Linked DNA regions of Sus scrofa: regions 2 and 3 are each linked to region 1. A link is a contact called in public Hi-C and HiChIP or PLAC-seq data. All regions are on one chromosome and are shown on one strand. The core of a region is the stretch at or near the end of the contact, and the rest is flanking DNA. Distances in the headings are between cores, read along the strand shown. Region 1 overlaps TAB2 (TGF-beta-activated kinase 1 and MAP3K7-binding protein 2). Region 2 has its middle 93 kb from the start of TAB2. Region 3 has its middle 70 kb from the start of TAB2.

Region 1 (4,864 bases), core at 1,478-3,977:
TTTACTCTTTCAAAAACTAAAATTTTTCATATAAAAAGGCCCTGTTTTGTTTCACCATGGAGTACTTACCTGTTGAGAGAAGGAGGGAGGTGGAATATAGAAGATTTTGGTCTCAACAGTTGTTGAGTGAGGGTTTATTTTACTATTCTCCCTACGTCCATATGTGTTTGAAATTTTCCATGATAGAAAGAAAGAAAAGGTCCATTACTTTAAAAACTTTTCACAAAAGATAGAAGCTTGTGTGCTGGCAATTTTTGGAGAAATTAAAGAATCAGTCATGTTTGCCTTAAAGCTAAAAAAAGGGAGTTACTAGTTTCACTTAAGAATTTTCCTTAGTTCTTAAAATCAGTTCTGCTTTACAGTGCAGGGTTTTTAACTGCTAAAATGAGGTGTGGAAATCACAAGTCCTCCTTTGCAATCTGACTTCCTCTTTTTTTTAATTCCGGTGGTTACTTAGTTTCCAAATACCTCTAATAAAGAGAGTCATAATTCTAAGTACTATAGGAGATTGTCCAGAGGTAAGAAAACCATTGGAGATTTTCACGTTAAAAAAAGTTTAGGTCCTGGAGTTCCCGCCTCAATAGATTGAAGTGTTAATATAGATTGAATTTGAATGGCCTCCCTAAAAATCTTTGTTTTGTAGTTAAACAAAAAGGGTGGACAAAATTTTACTAAAAATGTGCCAGATAGGAAAGTTTTCTATCGTGAGTGAGGTCAAAATTCTAGTAAGTAGAATGAATTATCCCCAGATTAAAACAATTATTCTGTAAAATGTTTCCCAAGTATGGGGTGTGAAACAATTTTAGATGGTATAAGTCAAACTTTTAAAACTGCATTTATTTTAATGTGGTGTAGCTGATACTAGTACCAACTTGTGCTGTCAGATCCTTATTTTTCAAATATTTTTTCTTAAACCTTAGGTATTTGTTTTAAATTATTCAGTTTAAATAAAATTACTATATAAGCAGCACTCTCAAGTTGCTCATGCATATGCCAAAAATTGTGATGATGCCTAAAAATTCTGACAATGCCTGAAGTGGGAATTTTGCAATAAAATATTTAAGACTGATCAGTAAATAAAGTGCTGCTAAAGGGGTGCAAAGTGCCAGACATCACTTAATCATTTTAAATTTTTATGTTTTCGTGTATTGTATATAATAGTTTGTTGAAATAGCAGAAAAGGCATCTTGTAGTTACTAGTTCAGGGGAATAGGTGGAATTTGCAAATTAATATCCATTATTTTAACATAGTTTAGAACTACAAACGATATACCTTGACAGGAGAAGTCCAACAATGCGTGCTCCATTTACTTTAAATCTCCCCAAAATAATTTGTAGGAATACTATTATAAATTATAATGAGACCTCCCTCCCCCCAAAAAAAGTTGTTTTGTAAATTTAACTTCGTCTTAGACACAGTCATTGAGGAATGTAATTATTCTTAGATTTAAGATACTTCTGACCATTCAAACATTCTAGAACATTGGCCTCTTAAAGCTGCAGTGGCTTTATTTTTCCTAATTTATTTCATTTTTTTAAAAATTTTTTTCCTTATAGTTGATTTAAAGCTGCAGTGACTTTATAAGTAAGAAAGATTATACCTAGAGGATTCATGATTTATCTAAGATCACAGAGCAAAGAAATCAAGAGTTAGTAGGGAGTTCCCATCCTGGCTCAGTGGAAATGAATCTGACTAGTATCCATGATGACACAGGTTCAATCCCTGCCCTCACTCAATGGATTAAGGATCCAGCGTTGCCGTGAGCTGTGGTATAGGTCAGAGAAGCAGCTCGGATCCCACATTCTGTGGCTGTGGTATAGGCCAGTGGCTAGAGCTCCACTTTGAGGGGACCTCCATATGCCACGCGGCCCTAAAAAGACCAAAAAAAAGGGAGAGAGTTAGTAGCAAAGGCGCAGTTCTCACAATTCTCAACCTCGTATTCTTTCTACCGTTCCATAATAAATACAATTTTAAAATAAAATGAGAAATAGAGTATGGTAAAATTTTACACTGATTAACTTCTCCAGTGTTTATCGCTGATATTTAGTTAAATAGTAAAAAGATTTTAGAAATTAGTTCATCTTTATATCTTACTGGTGTTCAAGCTTAGATTTTTAGCAGATAGAGAACATTTAATAAAAACTTCCATTCCTGGAGTTCCCGTCGTGGCGCAGTGGTTAACGAATCCGACTAGGAACCATGAGGTTGCGGGTTCGATCCCTGCCCTTGCTCAGTGGGTTAAGGATCCGGTGTTGCCGTGAGCTGTGGTGTAGGTTGCAGACGAGGTGAGGCTCGGATCCCGCGTTGCTGTGGCTCTGGCGTAGGCCGGTGGCTACAGCTCCGATTCAACCCCTAGCCTGGGAACCTCCATATGCCGTGGGAGCGGCCCAAGAAATAGCAACAACAACAACAAAAAAGACAAAAAAAAAAAAAAACTTCCATTCCTGGTAGAAAACAGAACTACAAATACTACTTCGGTGGAACATGAGACACAATAAATGCACTTACGAGTATTGCATTGTAGTTGGACACCTTTTTGAGGTCTTGGGTGATTTTGTGGGAATCTTAGCCATTTGCTAATTGATTTCCCTTTTCTCCTGCTGCAAGTTGGGAGAGATGATGCTCTTTTCCCCTTTGAGGTGATTCTGAGCTGATTATGTCATGTCTGTGTTGCGATTTCCCAGCTAAGAAGTGCCAGCCTGATAGAGGCTGCTGAGGATCAAGCATGTGTATCCGTTTCAGCTAGAAGCTTCATTTGGTTAACAAGCTCCTTCATGCTGGGCAGTACAAAGATTGTTTCAAGTTGTCAGTAATTTATGGCTTTGTGATTTTTGCTTCTAAAATAATTCTTTTGCTTCCTTACAGATCAAAGGTCCTCCATCAAAACCCCAAAGTCTCAAGACACAGAAGATGACGAGGGGGCTCAGTGGAATTGTACTGCCTGTACTTTTTTGAACCATCCAGCCTTAATCCGTTGTGAACAGTGTGAGATGCCAAGGCATTTCTGAGCCAAGAGGCCCTGTGTCTTCTCTAAAACCACATCTGAAGTTCAAGAAACCAGTCTGTCATCAGGGGGAGAGTTTCACTGCTTAGGATTTTGTCAAATTGAAGGTGCAGCAAGATGGTGTCGTGCTAGTGTCAAACGTCAGCCCACAGAGCTAATAATACCTCAGTCTAATGTCACAGGCAGTTGAAAGTCATCACATGAAAGGGGATCTGCTGAAAGACTCGGTTGCCCGCTGCCTAACCATGTACAGTGTTACCCGCAGCCCGTTGTGGATAACTCTCAGTATATCCATGCCTGAGTGTTCCCGGTGCCTTTTCCCCTCATGTCACTACTGAATTTTGACAGGAGGAAGGAATAGACAGTAGCTTTTTTTCCTTAAAGCTTTGGTGAAACACTACAAACATGAAGAAAAGGAACAAGGTTTAACTATTTAAAAACTGTGTGCTGCCGCTTAGTGCCAATGGATAGGGGAAGAAGTTCACAAATCTGTGGTACTCTTGGCCTTTGTCTTTGTCTTCCCTGAAAATGTCTCCACTCTGTGAAGCCAGCATCTAGGGTCTAAAGATGAACAGGAAAGCAGCATGCATTGTCTGTACAAACATGGAGTGAAATATCCCCAGAGCTTTTCCTACTGTACAGATCTCTTGAGTCTGCTTTAAGTGATTTCTTTTCTTCCTTATTATTTTCTTATATTTCTATATGTATAGTGTAATAGTCTTTTGTTAACTAATTTTCTTTTTTCCTTTTAGTGATTAAGCACGATCATGTCCCTTTTTAAGCCTTACCTGAGCGAAGCAATGCCTTAAAAGAAAAAAGCATTAATGAAATGAAACCATGCACAAAATAACTTTCCTCTCCTTCCTCTGTACTTTGCCCTCATAAGTGCCGATGTTCTGTGAAGACATACGATGCTGCACAGTGAACTGCAAACAATATTACAAGACTTATGTCTGTAGGTCACACTATATACTGACCTTCTCAGTGGGTAGCACAATTCAGTATTTTATCTTCCACAAGGAAGCCTAAAACAAAAGATATTTTTAACCCACTGACAGCAACAAGGTTAAGCTTGCTTTACCTGCCGGTGTCCCACAGAACTTTCACCAGAGATTACTGTTGGGAAAGTACAGTTTCAAAACCAGCAACAATAGCAGTACCTACAGCCCTTTTTTTGGAGAGAAATTTATATGCTTTACTGTTGGGGCAGTCCATTTCTAAACCTGACTTGGTGGCAGTATCTTCTGTATTTATAAACAAGGCTAGTCATATTTAGGACAACTGAAGAAAAGCTGGAAAAAAGAAAAACAAGCAGACTTGAACACTGAAGCAACCTCAAGCATCTCTTTATTTTGATGATATATTTTTATAAGGAAAATAAGTATTCAGATGATCAGGAATGTATATAACTAAATGAAATCAAGAAAAAGAAATAACAGTATGCATTTAAACAAACAGAATTATGAAATTATATATCAATGCTTAGAACGGGGCTAAAGGAAGTGCTGTAATGTAGCAAGAGATAGATAATGTAGACTGTCACCCACTGTAAATGTTTGCAAATGAATATTTTTTAAATAAACGAAATTATTACAGGTGATTCTATATGAATGTCAAAGCCTTAACTTCTAGGCTTTACATCTTGTATATGGGAAGAACTATGACAATCCTAGTTAATTAGACAATAAGCCCAAAGCCCTTACATTTGATGCATTTTGTTTTAAAAATAGGCCTTGTTTTTCAGCTTCATCTGCAGTTCTATGTGAAGATTGATAAATCAGTTTTTACTTGTTTTATTAATAAAACGTAATTTGGATATCTTGAGTTGATGGTTTTGTGATTTAGCTGGGTAAACTATC
Region 2 (4,864 bases), core at 1,313-3,812, 170 kb before region 1:
AATACACCTGCCATGTATCCAAGGCAGAATAGCCCCCATTTGCCTGTCAGTCATTCTCTCAAGTGAAAATGGGATTCATGAAAAAAGCAGCTGGTTAAGCATGTGACTCAAACAGCTATGCAGCTATTTTTCCTCCAGAAAATGTACCATGGTGACTGTACTTCTGTAGGTAGCAAAGTGCTTTATGTCAAAATGTTAAAAAAGACCTTTCACCGAGAATCAAGACCAGTGCAATGAAGACACTTTACTGCTTCATAAGGGCACTCTTAAATGGAACTAGCATATTTTACAAGCAAGGACAGTAAAGTTTGCAACAATTGCTGAGACAGGCTGGTACCACTGCCTTGACTTTGAAGCTTTACCCATCGTGCTAGTGCATCACGGATGTGAAAGCCAACCCGGGGTAAATGTAAAGGACATCTCAGTGTCATAAAATGTAGTTTGACCTCATGAATCTCCCTGAAAGGCCTCGGGGGCACCCAGGGGTCCACAGATCACACCCGGAGAACCACAGCTACTCTGAACTTGGGGTGAGCCCTCCGAAGCCGGACATTGTCTACCCCTGCCCTCTTGCCATGAGACAATAACACACTCTCCAGCTGCAGCTTTTAACGTACTGGGTAAAATTCTACTTGTTCGAGGGAGGAGGGAGTAAAAAAAGTTCTTTATCAAGCTAAAGTAAAATAGGTTCTGCTGGATAATCAATCCTGGAATGAACACAGGAGAAAAATGATTTCTTGATTCTCTGAGCCCAGGTCTGACCTTCAGAAATGCTAGGATTCCAACTCCTGCTTTCCATTATCCACAGACTTGGGGGACATTATTCACCCCCTCTTGACCCCACGAATGTATCTAACAGGTACTCCCTTTGAAAATAGGGAACTCGCAGATAATTAGAAGTGTTATCCATAGTTTTCTTGCTGATGCCTAGCTAAGGGCAACAGTGCAATTCTGCCTCTCTCTGCATCTCTCTGCATCTCTCTCTCTCTGCATCTCTCTGCATCTCTCTCTCTCTCTCTCTCTCTCACACACACACACACACACACACGTCTCAGGTTCTGTACAGTTAGAAAAGAATGCTGGAATCATTTTCCCTAAGTAATCCATATCCCATCTGTTAGGAATTACTAATTAATAAGGAAAGTTGACAGCAAGATCAAGAGTATTAAAAATCCATCTCTCTGTTAGACTGTGACCACCACCTCCTTCCAATCATTATTCTTTGCAACAGTGTCATTTTCTGAACCAAGATCAAATCTAATAAGAAAAAATTCTTTGTTTGCTGAGTAAAAATCGTCATGCAAGAAATTATAAACTCAAAAGACAATCTTATTGATGTCAAAAGATCGTTTCATCACACAGGGCTGTAGGGTAAGAATATGGGGCTTCACCAGCTGTTTCAGTGCAGGCAGCAGAGCCCATTCTGTGTTCCTGCTGTGAAAGTTGGTTCTCAGAACTTCCTGACACATCAAGGAGGACAGCATCTCAGATGATCTTTTCCTCCATCTCCTTCCTTTTTTTTTTTTTTTTTTTTTTTTTTTTTTGGCTTTTGCAGAACCGGTGCAACTCCAGAGAAATCAAAACGGCTAATCTCTAAGACTCTTCCAGCTCTGACATGCAATAGTTCTAGAACCCTCCTGAGCTTCCAAATTGGAGGGTCTGCTTCTTGTCGTTCTTTATCCTGCCATTTCCTAAAGTATGGTCCAGATTCTCTGTCCCATCCCAATCCATTAGAAAATGTTTTCCGTTTGTAAGGCAAACTTGGGCGGTAATAAATGACAAGTCTCTCGACTCAAATCTCCATCATCCAGGTTTTCTGGGATGAAATGCCTGGTGTGGATCCTATCATTCTGGTGAGTTCTTTGGTCATTGTTTCAGTCGCTTACGTAAAAGAAAGAAAGAAAGAAAGAAAGAGATGTGGAGTTCCCATGGTTGCAGCAGAAACGAATGTGACTAGTATCCATGAGGATACAGTTTCGATCCCTGGCCTCACTCGGTGGGTCAGAGATCCGGCGTTGCCATAAACTGTGGTGTAGGTCACAGGCGCGGCTCAGATGCCACATTGCTACGGCTGTGCTGTGGGCCAGCCTCTGCAGCTCCAATTTGACCCCTAGCCTGGGAACTTCCATATGCTGAGGGTACAGCCCTGAAAAAAGAAAAAAGAAAAAAAAAAAGTTAAGTTCTGTGATTATTCAAGAACTTGATTTAGTGATGTTTTAGATGAATGCGTCCCATTTTCTGGACACTTCGCTCAATGTCTTATATACCGTAGCCAGTCTAAACCTCCAAGGCCATACTTCAAATGCATCAGTAGCTGAGTCAAGATGCAAATATTCCTTCAATCTGGCTGAGACTACAGATCTCCCCTGTTAGAAAAAAGAAAAAAAAAAAAAAAAAAACGGGAGGGACTGTCATAAATAATTTTACTTAAGTGAACGCTGAAATTGGGCACCACATTTCCTGGCTCCTAGTAATCTGTTTGCAGCCAGATATGTCGAGTACGCACTGGCCAAAGCCTCGCCTTTTCAGAAATGGAAAGCAGGAAAAACAATACGATCTTCTTTTCAAGTGGCATGTTGGACCCATCCCCAAAGTTAAATATACCTAGACAGTCCTCAGTGCGGGAACCACAGCTGACCTTGGAAGAAAATGATGGTTATCGTGGCCCATGAGCTGGGAAAGGTGATAATGAACGAGCCATAGTCATGTATTTCTGGCACACACTTCGGACAGTACAAGGAGCTAATTGCATTGAAGTATTATCTTACAGTATGGTGACCCAATCATTTTGGAAGCTCACCAAAGTCTCCCTTTTTGGAAGAGAAACTCTATTTTTAGAAAAAAAAATGCATTCATGTTGCCCTCTAAAACTCCCCCCAAACTCTTTCCTGGATCAGGTCAAATCACATGGATTGTTCCCATAAATCTTCCTATCTGTACTGTCAAACACTGACGTGCGTGTCTGTGGCTCCCGGGCTGAACTCCCGAAAAAATGATGGATCCTGTTTTCCTTTTGCTCCTGGTAATCTTTGGTTTAGGGTAACTTGCAGCGCCACGTACCGTGGTTCTCACTCAGATTAAATGGAGGGAACATTCAGCCAGCTCATCTGGTGCCCATCCTGGGAAGCGTGCCAGCCCACAGTGCCACAAGGGGGGAGGAAGAACACAAGTGTCTCAAAGCAGGAAAGAGCAACAGGAAGAAACTAGTCCTAAAATGGCAGGCGAAGAGTGCTCTTTGCCTTGCCTTTATTATTATTTTATATTTTTATTTTTTTGTCCTTTTAGGGCCGCACCCACGGCATATTCCCAGGCTAGGGGTCCGATCGGAGCTACAGCTGCTGGTCTACACCACAGCCACAGCAACGCCAGATCCAAGCCGTGTCTGCGACCTACACCACAGCTCACGGCAACGCCAGATCCTTCACCCACTGAACGAGACCAGGGATTGAACCCGCAATCTCATGGTTCCTAGTCAGATTCATTTCCTCTGCACCATGACAGGAGCTCCCTGCTTTGCCTTTTTAAATCATGGACAGGTTGATACATAGGTTAAGGCTGCCCTACATACCTTTATTTGGGAGTCAAGCAGACTCTTAAAAAGTAAAAGGAGAACTGACAAAAGAATTAAGGTATTTTCTCCTACATACATATTTTTTCGAATGTGTCAGTGTAATTGATAGCGTACGATGCTCTTGGGCCATTTTTCATTCCGATGGAGATACAGGATGCTGGGATTAATCGGTCTCTTTCTGGAATTTGTGTCTTGGTCAAGTGCCTATAATTTCTATTGAAGACTTTTTTAAAGCTAGTATTTGCAGCGAAAATGTATTTATAACTTAAAGGTGCTATGTACATTAAAGCCAAACAGAACAACAGCAAATGGACAATTTCTCGGCTTTCAAGTGTGTACGTACCACACAGCAGAAATGGAGCATTTGTAATTATTTGTAAAAGGAGGGCAACTGGGACACGTATCTTTTGAAATATCAGAAATGACAACCAGAGACGTTGCTTCGAGTCTTAAAAAAATCCATCTGGGTTTTCAAGTTTTACTATCATGAAATCTAATTTGTACATCAGGAAACCGGGAGGGGAAAATGATGGATCTGTTCGTGAAAAAGTGGACAACGTCTCAGGGAAATATTCAGGATCTTCCAGATTCCAAAGGGAGCCTGAAGTTTTTTGACATGGCCTATGGGACCCAAGGCAGATCAAGAAACCAAAGCAAACTGTCCTCCTGCAGTTTTTGGCAGGATCAGAGCTGGGCTGCAAGGCAGCTGGCTGCCTCCCTTAGGACTTCTCACCCTCTTGCGGATCAATCACTCTTTTAGACGAGAAATGGGGATTTTATTTGTCCCAAAGCTGAGGACAGCAGGGGTCACAAATTTTAAATTGAAGGGTCTTATCCATCATCCCCCCACCGAGTCAACTTCATCCACTATTAACGTCACCAGGGAGTCAGCAGAAAGCAGGTCGTGCACCCTGCTGGAGCCTGGGAATGAAAAAGTTTTGGTGTTAGGTCCTCCCATTGCTTAAGAATTGGGAGAAAATAAAGCGTAGCATTTCAGGCATTCCAAAAACAAGCAGAATTTGAGAAGCAGAATATTAACAGCTAAGAAGCCAAGATCAAAGCATTAAAAGTTCAAGAGGATAAGCAGGGAAAATAAGCAGGCACTAGGCCCGGGGTGGTTGCTGAAGTGAAAAGGACTCCGTCCTGCTGAGGCCTTTCCCTTCAGAAGCTCCAAAGGCAGAAGCGGGGCCAGGCCGACCAAGTGCAAAAGCACTGGACGAAAGCACAAAAGAGCAGCCACCAGGAGCGGACAGGGCTCTAATTAAACCCGGGTGAGACATGACAAGACGGTCC
Region 3 (4,864 bases), core at 1,370-3,869, 150 kb before region 1:
AGCGCTCCTGGAGGCCCTGAGGTCTTCCTCAGGTACCACATCCTCTGCCGCCTGCCCCAGGCTTCTTTCTTCAGTCATCTTCCCTATCACATACCATCTGCCTGTGCTCCGCTTTCCGTTAGGAAACTGATAAACTAATCTCTGTGCAGTGGTTGGGTCCCTACCCAACTCATGCCTCCTTCCGGCCAGTTAAACAGATCTGTATTCAAACAAGGCTCTTGCAGAGACCAGGCTTAAATTTACACAATCCGCTTGACGACGCCAGTTCTAGTCTTTGGTCTCTAGTCATATTCGACCCAATAATCACCTTTATCCAATTTGGTTAATTCTTTTTTTTCCTCCCCCACAGGAATATAATACCACAAGAGTCACTTAAGGTTTGAGATAAATATCACCCTTGGTCCCATGAATGCTAATGTCCATAAGAAGTAGTTTTAAAATATAAATCAAAACCAATTTGCATTTTGAAATCTAAATGAACCACTTTTTTTTGCTATTTATTTTTACTGGCTTGTTGCCTGTTTGGGCCGCTATAAGAAAAGACCATAGACGGGGCTGCTGAAACGGCACACATTTATTTCGCACAGTCCTGGAAGCTGAGAAGTCCAAGATCAAGATGCCCGCAGATTCGGTGTCTGTTGAGAACCACTTCTCAGCTTGCTGACAGCAGTCTTCTTGCTGCATCCTTACATGGTGGAGGGGAGAGAGAGAGAAAGAGAGGGGGGAAGACAGAGAGAGAGCATCCTAGTTTCTTCCTCTTCTTTTTTTCTTAATTTTTTTTTTTTGGTCTTTTATCTTTTTAGGGATGAACCTATAGCATATGGAGATTCCCAGGCTAGGGGTCCAATAGGAGCTGTAGCCACTGGCCTATGCCACAGCCACAGCAACATGGGATCCAAGGCGCATCTTCGACCTATACCACAGCTCACGGCAATGCCGGATCCTTAACCCACTGAGCAAGGCCAGGGATCAAACCTGTGTCCTCATGGATACGAGTTGGGTGTGGTAACCACTGAGCCACAAAGGGAACTCCTTTTTTTGTTGTTTTTATTAATTTTTTTAATGGCCACACCCATGGCATATGGAAGTTCCCGGGCCAAGGACTAAATCCGATCCTTTAACCTACTGCTCTCTTCCTCGTCTTATAAGGGCACTCACTCCATTATTGGGGCCCCATACTCCTTATTTTACCTAAACTTTACTTCCCAAAGGCCTCACCTTCAAATACCATCACCTTGGGGGTTAAGCCTTCAACATAGGAATTTGGGGGGTACACAAATGTTCAATCCATAGCAGTTAGTGTGTGTTATGCCAAGGTACCTAAAGTTGTCCTTGAGTAAATAAGAAGCGAATTTCTCCCGATGAAAGTAAATTGAAGATTTAATAACATCTACAATCCCCAGCAGGAGACATTTCCTCTGGGGTTGAGCTGCCAACAAAGTTGGAGTGTCCCCAAATGAATGGTTTAAGAGAACTTCTGATGTGAAATAAACACCATTTTCTTGGGGACCATGTAACGCTTCTCTTGGGGCGAGCTTCTGGTCTGGGGCTGTTTTGCCTTGGAGAAAATGGTCTGACATTAGGATGGCCCATCTCCTCTCCAGGAGACTGTTAGACCAAGAGGAGCCATTAAATTCCTGGACAAACCATCCAAGGGTGGCCAGGTCTCTTCCTCAGGAGGAACAGCCAACTGTTAACGCTGGGAACCCAGCCCTTTCATCACTTCGTTATAAAGTGGCATTCCCAGAAATTAGAATCGGAGTCTGAAACTCCAGTAAGAACTCCACGTGTGTTTGAAGTCTAAAGAGAAGAATCAGCTGTGCCTGCTGTCGGTCTCAGAGTCTGAAATAGTTCCCTGCTGATTCATAACGTAAACATAGGGGTTAATTCCCTCCTTTCAGAAATCTGCTGGGGTGCACCCCAATTATTATTATCTGCATTCAACCATGAGAGCATGATGAGCTGAAAGGCTGCCAGCATGGCCGTTTGCCTTTCCGGATTTAAATAAATAGATCTGGCTTTGGGCAGGCTTTCCAGACTGACGTACACTCCAGACATGAGTGTTGTTTTATTAAGATATATAATGACATAAAAATATTTTTATAATCAGTATATCTTCTTCAGCTCTAAAATCCAGGACAGGGTTTTCAAGGCATCTCGTTTGCACGGATCAAGTTGACTGGTCAGAAGCACTGACGAATGTTGGAGGGGATATCATGTTTATTTATAACAGATTGATATTGTATCTAGTTTCTGTGTACTAGGAAACGGAAATAGGTTTGCGCAAACCTTTCCCCGCCCCCATAACCTAAAAGACAGGAGACACTTCATCGGAGCCCTTCTACCCTATCATGTGATGTTTTCTCTTTAAACAGAATAGGAATGATCTGTCTTTGCAACTTGTTGACTTAACCCAAGCTTTTGGCTTGACTGAAAGGGTTCCCTGAAACTAAAGGGCTGTTCTTTGAAGGGAATCTCTTCCTAACCACGTCCCTTTAAGAGTTCATTTTAAGGATCCTACCTCTCCTGATTGTTTTCACTTTGGTACACCATCAAAGGGGAGGAGTCGGTGAAAGGAAATGAAACTGAAACGTGGACCTGGGCATAGCTGATCGAAGGTTCTTCATTTAAGGGTGAGTTCCTTTTCTCTCATTATGTTGTGCACTCTGAAAACAAGCCCTTGAAATGGGGGTCACGGTCTTTAGGAGACCCCAAGAGAAATCACTCTATGCTTCTTCCCTCCGGGAGTCCCCCATCTCATTAGGCAAAACAGTCAGGCGTAGGCTCTCTTAATGGGCAACAGAATAAAACATCAGAGAAGGTAAATACACACCATGCACCGAGAAGCACACAATTTAAGTTGGAACGTGACTATATAAAGAACAATAAATGAGGCACTGTATACCCATAACGTGTGAGTACTTCCAGGTGTACCAATATGCAAACACTAGCACTGAGGCTTCCTAGAGTATTTGGAAACAGCCTAAATAAAGAAGGGTCTCTGATAGGGATTTCTCCAACCAGGGTTCTTTCCACCCATCCAGCATCAATGTAGCCTCTTCTCTAAACCTTTTTTAATGTATTAACTTGTTTCATTCTCCTAAGACCTGTGTATAGACCCAGTATGATCCCTATGTCTTAAAGCACAGAGAGATGGAGCCAGTTGCTATGTCCTGCTATAGACACTGCTTGCCTTCCCTCCCACTCATCTCCCTCGTCCGTCTGGGCACCACCTCTTCCCAGGACACGGCTTTTTGACTCCTGCCTTCTTGTTCCCTCAGCTGCCTGCACAGTGTCCTGGGTATATTTCGTCCATGATTCTCTCGATGAAAACTTCTACCCTTACCCCTCACTCTTAGACTTTGGGTAACCTGAGGGCATGAATCCTGGAGCTCCCAGTCACAGAGCTGGTGTTTGAGCTCAGGCATCCAGCTGCAGGGGCCCACCCTTCACCGAGATGCTAAGAGTTTGCCAGGCAGGTGTGAAGTGCCTTTTGTGGGAGAGGGTTCGAGTCATGGACTTTGGGAAGTGACAGAGGGAGTGCGTGACATTGGAGGGCGGGGTGCATGTCAGTGGAGCTGAAAGATTCAGCTTTCGGAAAGTGGATGGTGATTGGATGGAGTGGGCCTTTGGCTTTTCAAACCAGGCGAAGAGCCCCCTTGGCACACGTGGTGATGACCAGAGGGCTCATGGCCATCAGATCACCGTGGCGTGTTGTTTAAGTCTCCTGAACATTCACGACAGAAGAGCTTGGATGCCATTATCTCACAGCACATCACTCTAAATTGCAGTTTCGGAGTTCCCTGGGGGCCCAGAGGTTAAGAATCCACAGTTGTCACTGCTTTGATGCAGGCGCGATCCCTGGCCTGGAAACTTCCGCATGCCCAAAAAAATGTAGTTTTATATTATACTATAGGATGCGACAGCACCATGACATTTTTCTTTGTTTCTCCTTCCTTTTGCTATCTGGTTCAAATTGTTTCCTTAATGTATTTAGAAAATCAAATTTCACGTTACAGAAGTAATGCAAACTTGTCTAACTCAAGAAGAGAGCCCATAGTTACATCAATTAAAAGTTATTTCTCCTCCTAACACCCTTCCAACCTTACTTTCCTGAGGAGGTAATACTTTTATCCACGCTTGTCCAAGGAGATAACAATACCTGTGCACAAACTCGAGGCGATTGGTCGCTCCTGTGACAACTGTGCAAGCAGCACATCCTTTATTGCGTCGCTTGCTTTGCCCACTTAAGTATCCTTCACCGTCTACCCTTCAGCACGGTGTCCACACTGTTGGTACTTCACCCTTCCCTCCTGATGGATGGCTTCCAGCTTTGCAGCTCTCCAAGCAACGCTGCAACAAATCTCTCTGCATAGCCATCCCCCTTTCTTGAGCCTTTACACATTAAAAGTTATACAGTGGCCACTGAACTTTTTTTTAAATCAGTGATGTGCTCCTATCCCACAGGGAAATGACTGCCTAAAATTTGCTCCCAAAAACAAATGGCCTGTCCAGGCATAGAGAAGTAATTATGTTCCATAGTCTACTTCTGGCACGTTGTGGGAAACAGTTTCCAGTAAGTGTAAACTCACATTCTCCAGGATGATTTTTCTCAGTCTACATACCTAGTGTGCACTGCTGAAACAAAGCTTTTTATAAGACTACTCATTGGAAGTTCTTATGTTTTCTGCTTGACAACTTTTTTTGGCCACTCTCGCAGCATGCAAAAGTTCTTGGGCCAGGGACTGAACCAAACCACAGCAGTAACCAGAGCCAAGGCAGAGACAACGCCAGATCCTTAACCTGCTGAGCCACCAGGGAACTCCCAACAGCAACTTTTTAAAATAAAAGTCAGGACGTCAAA

What was found. A called contact is a pair of places that touch in the nucleus more often than the background predicts. HiChIP or PLAC-seq counts read pairs in DNA pulled down with a chosen protein or histone mark.
Region 2: a contact with region 1 is called in an H3K27ac HiChIP or PLAC-seq map of skeletal muscle. The contact joins two enhancer-like sites. A contact is called at or near these places in 2 of 47 Hi-C or Micro-C datasets (both in skeletal muscle) and 1 of 2 datasets of contacts at active chromatin or transcription factors (skeletal muscle).
Region 3: a contact with region 1 is called in a Hi-C map of skeletal muscle, with 4 times the contacts expected there. The contact joins two enhancer-like sites. A contact is called at or near these places in 2 of 47 Hi-C or Micro-C datasets (both in skeletal muscle) and 1 of 2 datasets of contacts at active chromatin or transcription factors (alveolar macrophages).

What each region holds. Positions count from the first base shown.
Region 1 is chr1:16,533,329-16,538,192 of Sscrofa11.1, reverse strand. It overlaps TAB2 (TGF-beta-activated kinase 1 and MAP3K7-binding protein 2), which reads left to right. Exons shown (of 8, transcript XM_013992499.2): 8 at 2,867-4,829. The coding sequence ends at 3,009. Among named protein-coding and RNA genes, the nearest start is that of ZC3H12D, 72 kb to the right of the region's middle. Within about 2 kb of position 2,727, at least 5 of the 83 cell types and tissues checked have an H3K27ac peak or open chromatin away from gene starts, as enhancers often do. A contact at or near this core is called in skeletal muscle, where this site is marked.
Region 2 is chr1:16,702,394-16,707,257 of Sscrofa11.1, reverse strand. No RefSeq gene overlaps it. Among named protein-coding and RNA genes, the nearest start is that of TAB2, 93 kb to the right of the region's middle. Within about 2 kb of position 2,562, at least 3 of the 83 cell types and tissues checked have an H3K27ac peak or open chromatin away from gene starts, as enhancers often do. A contact at or near this core is called in skeletal muscle, where this site is marked.
Region 3 is chr1:16,678,981-16,683,844 of Sscrofa11.1, reverse strand. No RefSeq gene overlaps it. Among named protein-coding and RNA genes, the nearest start is that of TAB2, 70 kb to the right of the region's middle. Within about 2 kb of position 2,619, at least 19 of the 83 cell types and tissues checked have an H3K27ac peak or open chromatin away from gene starts, as enhancers often do. A contact at or near this core is called in skeletal muscle, where this site is marked.